Linked DNA regions of Mus musculus: region 2 is linked to region 1. The links are chromatin contacts, called in public Hi-C maps. All regions are on one chromosome and are shown on one strand. The core of a region is the stretch at or near the end of the contact, and the rest is flanking DNA. Distances in the headings are between cores, read along the strand shown.

Region 1 (4,728 bases), core at 1,026-3,525:
CACCTAACTCCTTTTCCAGCACAGTACTCTGAGTAACTCAAGGATCTCCATGTATGCTATACCCTTTAAAGGTCCATGTCTCTTCCCGACATCACAGTGGGGACCGAACTCCCAGCACATAAACCCTTGTGTGGCAGATTAGTACCATGAAAGGGTTTTGTTTTGTTTGGGTTTGGGAGGGGCTGAAATCACAAGAATGTAGGTTTGTGGTAGAGAGAAGAGGCAGAAAGAGTTTCTTCTATCCTCAGAGCTTGTAACGTCTGGACAGTGGAGTAAGTGTGTTACATGTACACTAACTCAGGTGCCACCCGGCAGCTCCACTAAGCTCTTCCTGGTAGATGAAAGCTATAAAGTAGTCTGTGCAAATTAATTAGAAGACAGGCTTCATGATACCGGGTTGGTACAGGACTTACTTACTTTAAGACACAGTCACAGTCATTGAACATCAGTGTTTTCTTCATCAAGTGTTCCTATCAGATTGGTTGCTAAAAATGTGATGCTGACAAAGCAGAGAATTACGTAGTGTGGTTCTTAAAGATTGATTCAAACAAAGGAAGGGGTAACTGGATGGCAGAGTGTGCTTGTCTTCCTAATGCACATTTGGTTAATATAGCCTTAGACTTACTTAGTTTCCTTTCCGTTCTATAATGTCTGGTACCAGAATTTGCACAGATCTGTTTAAAGAACACAAAGACAGCCTTTGGGAAGACTGAATGGTTGAATTGAGTTTCTGGTTGGTAGTAATCCTGCCTTGTCATGTGCCGTAAAATATAGTACAGGATGCATGTGTAGTTTTAGCCTGGAGCCCTCAGTGACGCGTTCTGTGCATTGTCATTCTGGAATCCAAGTCTCCTAAATGGGAATCCATGGGGCTTCTGATGGAGGGTGATTTAGGCTCAGGCCCTTCAGGGATCAGCACTGAGTCTTTAGAAACAATCTGTTAACTAGATTTGGCCCACCAGATGGTGGAAGGATTTCTGGTAGCGAAAAGCAAAATGGAAAACCTCACAAGGTGAACTTACCTAGGCGATGGGGATGGATCAGCTTCCAAGCAAAACAAGTTTCTCTTCAAAAGTCAGAGGAAAGGTGTCACAAGGGATTGGAAATTATGTTCTCCTTCAGCAAAGTATTGGGTCGCATGTGGCTTTCCTTGTCTTTTTGTAGAGTCTGTGGAGATAGGATGTCTCTCCAAACATTTGAGTAATGAGGACCTTGCTCCAGGAAGAAGATGGGCTGAGCAGAGTGTCCCTTATAAGATCAAAGGAGTCCTCATTTGGGGAATAGACCTTTAGCATCTGACCAGAAAAGTCTTGGTTACTTGTGCCAACATAACAATACTTTTTAAAAAGTTCTCTCTCTCTCTCTCTCTCTCTCTCTCTCTCTCTCTCTCTCTGTGTGTGTGTGTGTGTGTGTGTGTGTGTGTGTGTGTGTGTGTGTGTGTTTATACACAGTCTTCTGAGTCTAGGCAAGTGCATGCAAATGGTTGAATGATCGTTCTCTTCCCTTTTCTTTGTTTTGGTTTTTTGAGATAGGGTCCCTCTATAGCCCAGGCTGTCCTGGAACTTGCTGTATAAACCAGGCTGGTCTTGAACTCAGATATCTGCCTGCATCTGCCTCTCAAGTGCTAAGATGAATGACCACAACCACCTGGCCATTTTTCTCCTTTTGTCATGTGGGTCATGGGGATCGAACTCAGGTTGTCAGGCTTGGCAGCAGATACCTTTATCCTCTGAGCCATCTCACCAGCCCTCTCATCTATAGTTTACTGAGACAACCTCTTGAGGTTTTGAGAGAAAGGTGTCAGAAAAGGGCCCAAAGGATCTCTTGATAAGCTCTATTGTTTGGTCAGTATTCAGTATTCAGGGCCTTTATCAAGCCCGCTGATCAACTGGATGACAGATCAGTGACCTAATGAAATGGAATTTCTAAAAATACTGTCTCCTTCCTGGCCCCCCTCCTTATCTGTCACTGCGATGTTGCTGAGATGTTTCCAGGCTGCCTTTGGAGCTGGACAGGAAGTAAGGAGTGAAAAGCTGTAGGTTGGGTAAGAAAATGGCAATTTAAGACTTAGTGTGTACTCCCCCAACAGCTGGAGTGCCGCATCTGTGCCTCATGCCTCCGTGTTTTCAGCATGTGTGACACAGGCACCTTGCCCATGGCATTTGATCTTCTCACCTCTCTTTTCTATTTTCACTGTTGTCTGACCTGCTTTGTTTAGTTTGAGGAAGTGGATGTGGGTGAAAGTTGGTCTGGGCCACGCTGATGTGTGTGCACTTCCAGTATTGCGACTCGCTGTGATCAAAGGTTGTTGTGAGAATGGCTAGAGTCAAGGGAGCAGTCCCGAGGGTTAGATGCCCAAGGTTTGGTGGAGGGAACATTGGCTTCCTGTGACAATGGCTCATTTGCTTAGTGGCACTGAGAGGCGCTGGCTTACTTTGTGCGTTCATCTCCTCCCCTCTAGGTCCTGTGGCGAATTTTCTTAACATTTTCTAGCACTTTATGTGCATGTGTCTATATTATTTTCAATCAAATTGAGTATAAGACAGATAGAGTTCCAGTATACCAGTTTTAAATCATGCTTAAGGGTTTTAATGCTCTTGGAACAGTAGGGGACTAGTAGATCATGAAAGACTAGACAGAATTAATATGATGATAGTTTGTAAACATCAGGTAGTAAAATAAGTTTGATATCTTTATTTTGCAGTATTGGCGCTAATGTTCTGTGATTCCTCTTCTCTCTCCCAATTCCTGTGATTTTTCTTCTTCCCCCCTCTGTCTGAAGGAGACAGTACTTCAAAGGAAATCTTAGATAGCATACTATTTCACCCTCGTAATTTACTGTAATTGCTGTTCAATTATTTACTTTTGTCAGTTGACTTTTCCTGTTCTTTAATTCTGAAATGATACTTGGACTGTGGCCTGGTCGTGGTATGGAAGTGCATATTCTGCCATCCGTATCCTGTGACTGGTCCTGGATGGAATGGTCTTCTCAGGAAGACTGCTCCAAGTGTAGACTCAAGGTATGACTGCTGCCTCCACACCTTATGGAATTAGAGGGCAATCAGGTACCTGTTATGTGGTGCCGCTTTAGAAGTGGGCTCAAATCTAAGTCATAATGACTTCTATCATTTTTAAGCTCATAAAAAAAATTATAGCTTAGGATACTGAGACTCTGAATTAGCGGATCCCAATCTTCCCAACACTGCAACCCTTTAACGAAGTTTCGCATTTTATGGTGACTCCCAACCATCAAGTAATTTTATTGATACCTCATAACTGTAATTTTGCTACTGTTATGAATCTCGTGTTGTCTGACAGTTTCAGGTCCCTGCTGGGAAAGGGTCATTTGAAACACACCCCCCACCCCCACCCCAGCGTTGTGACCCACAGGTTGAGAACCCCTGCTTTCTATGGCCATCACCAGCTCCATTTTGGTTAGTTGTTTTGTATTGAGATGGCCTCATTTTGTAGACCAGGTTGGTCTTTAACTCACCATGTAGCCCAGGATGATATCAACCTTACAGCAACTCTGCCTCAGTCTCAAAACTGCTTGGATTTCATTTTGGAGCATCCCCATCCACCGGGAAATTGTTTATCTTACAAATTCATCATTTATCAATTTACTATCTCCTGGTACTATGATGAGCCATGCAGTATTTCAGTTTTTTAGAAGATTTCTCTATCTTTCTTTCTTTCTTTCTTTCTTTCTTTCTTTCTTTCTTTCTTTCTTTCTTTCTTTCTTTCTTTCTTTCTTCCTTCCTTCCTTCCTTCCTTCCTTCCTTCCTTCCTTTTTTTTTTTTTTTTTTTTTTTGAGACAGGGTTTCTCTGTAGCCCTGGCTGTCCTGGAACTCACTCTGGAGACCAGGCTAGCCTTGAACTCAGAAATCCGCCTGCCTCTGCCTCCCGAGGGCTGGGACTAAAGGCGTGCGGCACCACCGCCCGGCTTCTATATTTCTTAATCAGAGCTCACAGTAGCTGTGCAAGGATGGAAAGTATTAAAATTGCATCCTTGTAAGTCAGAGAGCAGTGGGAGCAGCAGGACAGAAGTGGGGTGCCCGTGCTTTAGGTCTCTCCACTCCTCCTCCCCCACGCCCCAGGGGCTCTGTTCCCTGATGGGGTTTGCGCAGTTTGGGAATTGCAGTGTGCTCCTTCCTCTGGATTTTATGCTTGTTGTATCTGATATTGAGGAAATTCAAAGCACCTGACCAGGGTCTGGAGATGCTCAGGGAAGCCCACACTTAACGATACCCATCCCATGTACCACAGGGTAGCAAGCACAGCCCCTTGAGGGACCATTCGATACCATCACAGACTCTCCCATGTCACTGGTTTCTGCCACTCTCTGTTAACTAGCCCAAAGGCAGACTATGATCACAGTTAGGGCCTTTGCCTTGGTGTCCCCGTTATTGTTGTAACAGAGTGGAATTTGAGCCTGAATGTCTGAAAAAGTAGTTTTGGCATTCTTTTTACTCTTGTATTATTTTGTTGTTCACATCCGACTTTGTGATTGGTTTCAAAGTGAGTAGTTGTAAAGCAGATGAAAAATACAGCACCTCTGAAGGGTACGTGGAAGATGCTCGCTTGCTGTGCATCTGCTGTGTGTTGAGGGCTGCAATAATAACAGGCACACCAAGCAAAGGCTCTAAACGTGATCATAACCTGCCTTCAGGTAGTTGCAGGCAGTGGTAGGAAAGCTGTCTGTGGCAGAAAGCAGACATTCAGCTTCTG
Region 2 (4,728 bases), core at 1,469-3,968, 210 kb after region 1:
TGATTTTCACATATGTCAGTGTATCATGAGCTTTGCAGGCTTTCCCTCCCTCTCTTTCTTTCTTTTCCCCTTCCTTCCTTCCTTCCTTCCTTCCTTCCTTCCTTCCTTCCTTCCTTCCTTCCTTCCTTCCTTCCTCTCTCTCTCTCTCTCTCTCTCTCTCTCTCTCTCTCTCTTTCTTTCTTTCTCTCTTTCTCTCTTTCTCTCTTTCTTTCTCTCTCTCTTTTTTGTTCTCTCTGTTTTACTTCCTTCCTTCCTTCCTTTCTTTCTTCCTTCCTTCCTTCCTTCCTCTCTCTCTTTCCTTTCTTTCTTCCTTTATGTATGTATATTGTGTGTCATGTGCATGTAGTGTGTATGCTCATGCATGTGAGTGCATGTTTGTGCACATAGTTCAAAGCTAGAAGTTGACCTCAGGTGTACTTCTTGATTACTCTCCAGTGTTTTTCTTGAGATTAAGGTCTCTGGGTGAACTGGATTGTGCAGATTCTGCTAGCCTCAGTGCCCAGCTTCCCTGGGGAATCCTCCAATGCTGAGATTTCAGGCAGGCTGCCACACACACCTGGCTTTTATATGGATACTGGGAATCCGAAATGTGGTCCTTACGCTGGCATGACAGGCAAACCCTTCATTATGGGAACATCTCAGCTCCTTATCTGTTTATTTATTTAGTCTTTTTTTTCCCCATGTAGGATCTCAGCCTGACCTTCAGCTTGCTATAGAGCCAAGGATGCCCTTGAATCTGTGGCCCTCCTATGAGTAGCACTCATGAGATTACAGATGGGTGCCATGACTGTAGACCTGGTTTAATTATTAGTTGTAGCTTCATTTTAATTAGATTAAGGTTAATTTCATTTCTGTTTGCCAATAAGGCTTTTGTAGTAAATGTTTTTTTTTCTTTCTCTATTACACAAAGCCATAGACACATAGTGCCTGTCTTTTCACTTCAACTATGATTGGCACTAGATTTAGTAGCTGTCAGCCTGATCCATTCCTTTAAAAGACAGTCAGATATTTCTCCAAAACAGGTTTCTTTTGTCTCCTGGGAAAAGCAACATAGCAACCACTGATAGTGGGGTATTCACCAAGAAGACTATTGAAACATGGGTTTAAGTCAACCGAAAGTTTTTATCAGCCAGCCAGTGACTACACTGGGTGTTCATGATCCCAGTGTAGCACCAAGCCTTTCTTAGGGTGAACTTTTAGGCATAATATCCTAGGGAAAAAGATGGCCATCCAGCTATAAGAACCCTACAGAACTCCAAATTAGCAGCACTAGAAAGTAAAAGCCTCACAAACTATTATAATTCAAATACTATAGGTAAAATATTTAGAACACAGAGTAAAGAATGGGTATTAAAAGCAGCAAGAAAGAAAGGTCAAGTCACTTATAAGGATAGGTCCACCTTCTACCATGCCTGGTAGTGAGAGCATCCAGACTGGGGGGCTGTGTATATGGTGGTAGGCTTTCCTCCATCTGAGAGCCTGGGTCAGATCAATCAGTTCTGTTCTATGGGCTTGAGCCAGGGAGTTCTCACACCAGAGAAAGCCATTGTTAATACAGGGAAGCAGAACTGACAAACACACAGAAACACACACACACACACACACACACACACACACACACACAGAGAGAGAGAGAGAGAGAGAGAGAGAGAGAGAGAGAGAATAAAGACAACCAGGGGTGGCCATGTTTATAACCTGAACAGACAGAAGGATCCAGAGACATCTTAGTTCCTGGACACTGGATCAGCAGCCAAGTCTGACCTCTCCTTTATGTCCAAACAGAAGGCATCTTAACCAGACTTACCCTTGGAGGTGACAGACCAGGCAACTTTCTAATTTGTTTCCTTTGGAATGGAGGTGTCATTTCAAAGGTGCCTTTGAAGCATTAGGCAGCAATTGACCCTAGAAGTTCCCTGATCACCATACTCTTCCTTGCTCCAATGGCCTCTGAGAACCCCAATATCTTGAGGTCTAGAGCTTGGGACTTCAATGCGACCCCCAGAATTCTTCTTTTCTCATTTGTGAGTGTTTAAGCACAAAAGCCATGCTCTGCATTGACATACTTCAGTTAACAAAAACAGGCAGAAGCAGCACTGTAGAAGCTACAGAGCAAGGTTAGTACATTTTGAGGCTTTCCCAGAACTATGAACATATATGGATTGTTTTTTGGTTTTAGTTTTGGCATGTGGCACTGTCTATGTGCTGAGTTTTATGGCCTGAATGGTGCTTCCATCATGGAATCAGTTGTGCTAAGGTCTGGGCCTCTGTTCCATTTCGAGATGCCCAGTGCTCCCTATTGCTTCATGGTCTTGTCACTGGAGAGAAATTGGACATGTGCATATTTCACAAGGAAGGAAATAAGAACAGCCTGGTGCTTCAACTGCAGTGAAAATGACAGCGGTTGATTTAATTTCTCTGAATTTTATTTTATTCATTTTATACCGGAAATCATGGTTCCTTAAAACATTAACATTTTTGCTCATTGAGAAAAATTAAAATTTTTATTAACCACGAATTACTGTGCTGGTTAGTTTTTGCCCACTAGACACAAACTAGAGTCCCCTGGGAAGAGGGAGCCTCAGCTGAGGAATTGCCTCCCTTAGCCTGGCCTACAGGCTTGACTGATGATTGATGGAGCAGGGTCACTCTTGGCAGCAGCATCTCTGGGCAGGCAGATGTAAATTCTGTAAGAAAGCAGGTTGAGCAGGCAGAGGAAGGAATCCAGGAAGTAAAGCCTCCTCTCTCTGCTTCCTCCCTCTCCCCACTTCCTGTTCAAGGGTGAGCCAGATTAACCCTTTCCTCCCTCAGTCACTTTTTAGTGGCCATTTTATCACAACAGAAGCACTAACTAGACAATCACTTTCTAGTTCATTGAACTCGGGTTTTGAATAAAAGTAAGAAAAAATTATCTGCTTTTCAGTTCTAAAGAAATTTAGAAAATTTCTCCTTTCCCCAGTACCTATAGGGTTTCATTGTTTGCTTTCAGAAATCAGTGATGGACTGTAGCCTGGGGTTGCTAGCTAAACTAAACACTCCCTCCTAGAAGTTGCTTTTCTGTCAGGATATTTTATCATGGTAACAGAAATGAACCTAGACCAATGAGATTGTTCTGTTTTGTGGTGTGTGCGCATGTGCACACATGCGTGCACATGTGTGCATGAGTGTGTATGTGTGTGTGTTTATAGTATTTGTTAATTATTGGTAACAATATTATATTCATTTTTACAGAGAGATTTACTGAATTTAAACCCCTGCTTCTTTGTCTATACTTTCTTAGATCTCAGGTGTGTTGCCTGATCTTGTTTTCTTGGAGTTCTGTTCTGAAACCATCTGGGTGTGGTGACTTCAATTTATTTCATTTCATTTCATTTCATTTCATTTCATTTCATTTCATTTCATTTCATTTTTCACTTCTGAGAAAGCTCTTCTGTGATTCTTCTCTATTTACCTATAGATATTTAGTATATATAGTATTTAGTCTCGCCATCTCTACTATTTGTGAAGAAATTATTTTCTAGACCATCTTATTTAAGTTGTCATTTTTGAATGGTAGGCTGTATACTGTATATTTTAGGTATTTTTCATTTTCTGTAGTTTGTAGATGATCTACATTTGTCATCCCCTCTGGGTGGCCTGCTCTTTCCACCAACCCCTTACCATTTAGCTAAGTGACCCCTGCTCAGAGAACCACCTCACCTAACATAGCTTCTTTTCCCTTTTTTCCATTTTTTTTTGTGCCAACTCTCTTCCTGGCAACTCACTCTCTTATAATGTAGACCTATGGAGTCCTCTCATATTTTGATTGGAAGCGTAACCTTTAATGGCTGAGCCATCTCTCCAGCCTGAGTCAGCTATGTGTTAGCCATTCTGGCCCCAGTGCCTAAATGTGATCTGATTGGTAGCATTTCTCTGTAATAACTATTAAAATGAATACAAACCCAAGTATCCCCTGCTGCAGACCCTCTGGGTCCCTTTGTCTGCGTGGAAAGGGTCTCTAGTCACAGGTGGGCAAGGAGTCGGCGGGAATGACAGACAGATGCACACAGGAAATTGTGTAGAATCTGAATGTATTGTCACAAAGTGAACACCAGTCTTGTATAGGACAGAAAATAAAGGGGGTAGGAAGTCACAGCAGGCAAAGTACATTGAAGTTGCCTGACACAAAACAAAGGAGTGACTTCAAAGGGACTTACAGGAACCAGGTAGGTGTTTACAGTAATGATAAAGCAGTCCTGCCTAGGGTCAGCTTAATGACAGGTAAGGATTTCACACCATAATGCTACTCTTTTGAGCCTTATGAAGGCTAGCACCAGGGGGTTCTGCTCTAGCAGACCTTCTCATGAATAATGCAATACCACAACCCCCCTATTTCCTAGGCCTTGATAAATTCTTATATGAGTGTAACTTTTAAGTATCTGGAGAATCTCCATTTGTCAGAAGAATTCACCAACTTGCTTCTAATATGCAATGTAGCCTGTACTGAAGATTTCTGTCTCAGTGGGATTCCCTGGCTCTTTCATGGTAGTCCCTTGTTTGGGTGAGACTAACTACTGTCCTTAGTAAACACTGTGCAGACCAGCCCTGAGCTGCTGGCTCCATCTTTTGTAATGATTAATTAGTTACTGTCTCTATCAAGCTCCTCGGCTTCAAGCATTTTCTAGGACATTGGAACACTGGCGAAGGCTCTGGCTATGTCAGAATTCAAACTTAAAAGACACTTATAATAAA

What was found. A called contact is a pair of places that touch in the nucleus more often than the background predicts.
Region 2: a contact with region 1 is called in a Hi-C map of cortical neurons, with 2.8 times the contacts expected there. A contact is called at or near these places in 3 of 484 Hi-C or Micro-C datasets (the Ba/F3 cell line, adipose-derived mesenchymal stem cells and cortical neurons), 1 of 130 datasets of targeted methods (large pre-B cells) and 1 of 9 other capture datasets (adipose tissue).

The regions. Positions count from the first base shown.
Region 1 is chr19:32,184,213-32,188,940 of GRCm38.p6, reverse strand. The region is part of intron 5 of Sgms1 (sphingomyelin synthase 1); the gene reads left to right. Among named protein-coding and RNA genes, the nearest start is that of Asah2, 83 kb to the right of the region's middle.
Region 2 is chr19:31,974,056-31,978,783 of GRCm38.p6, reverse strand. No RefSeq gene overlaps it. Among named protein-coding and RNA genes, the nearest start is that of A1cf, 110 kb to the right of the region's middle.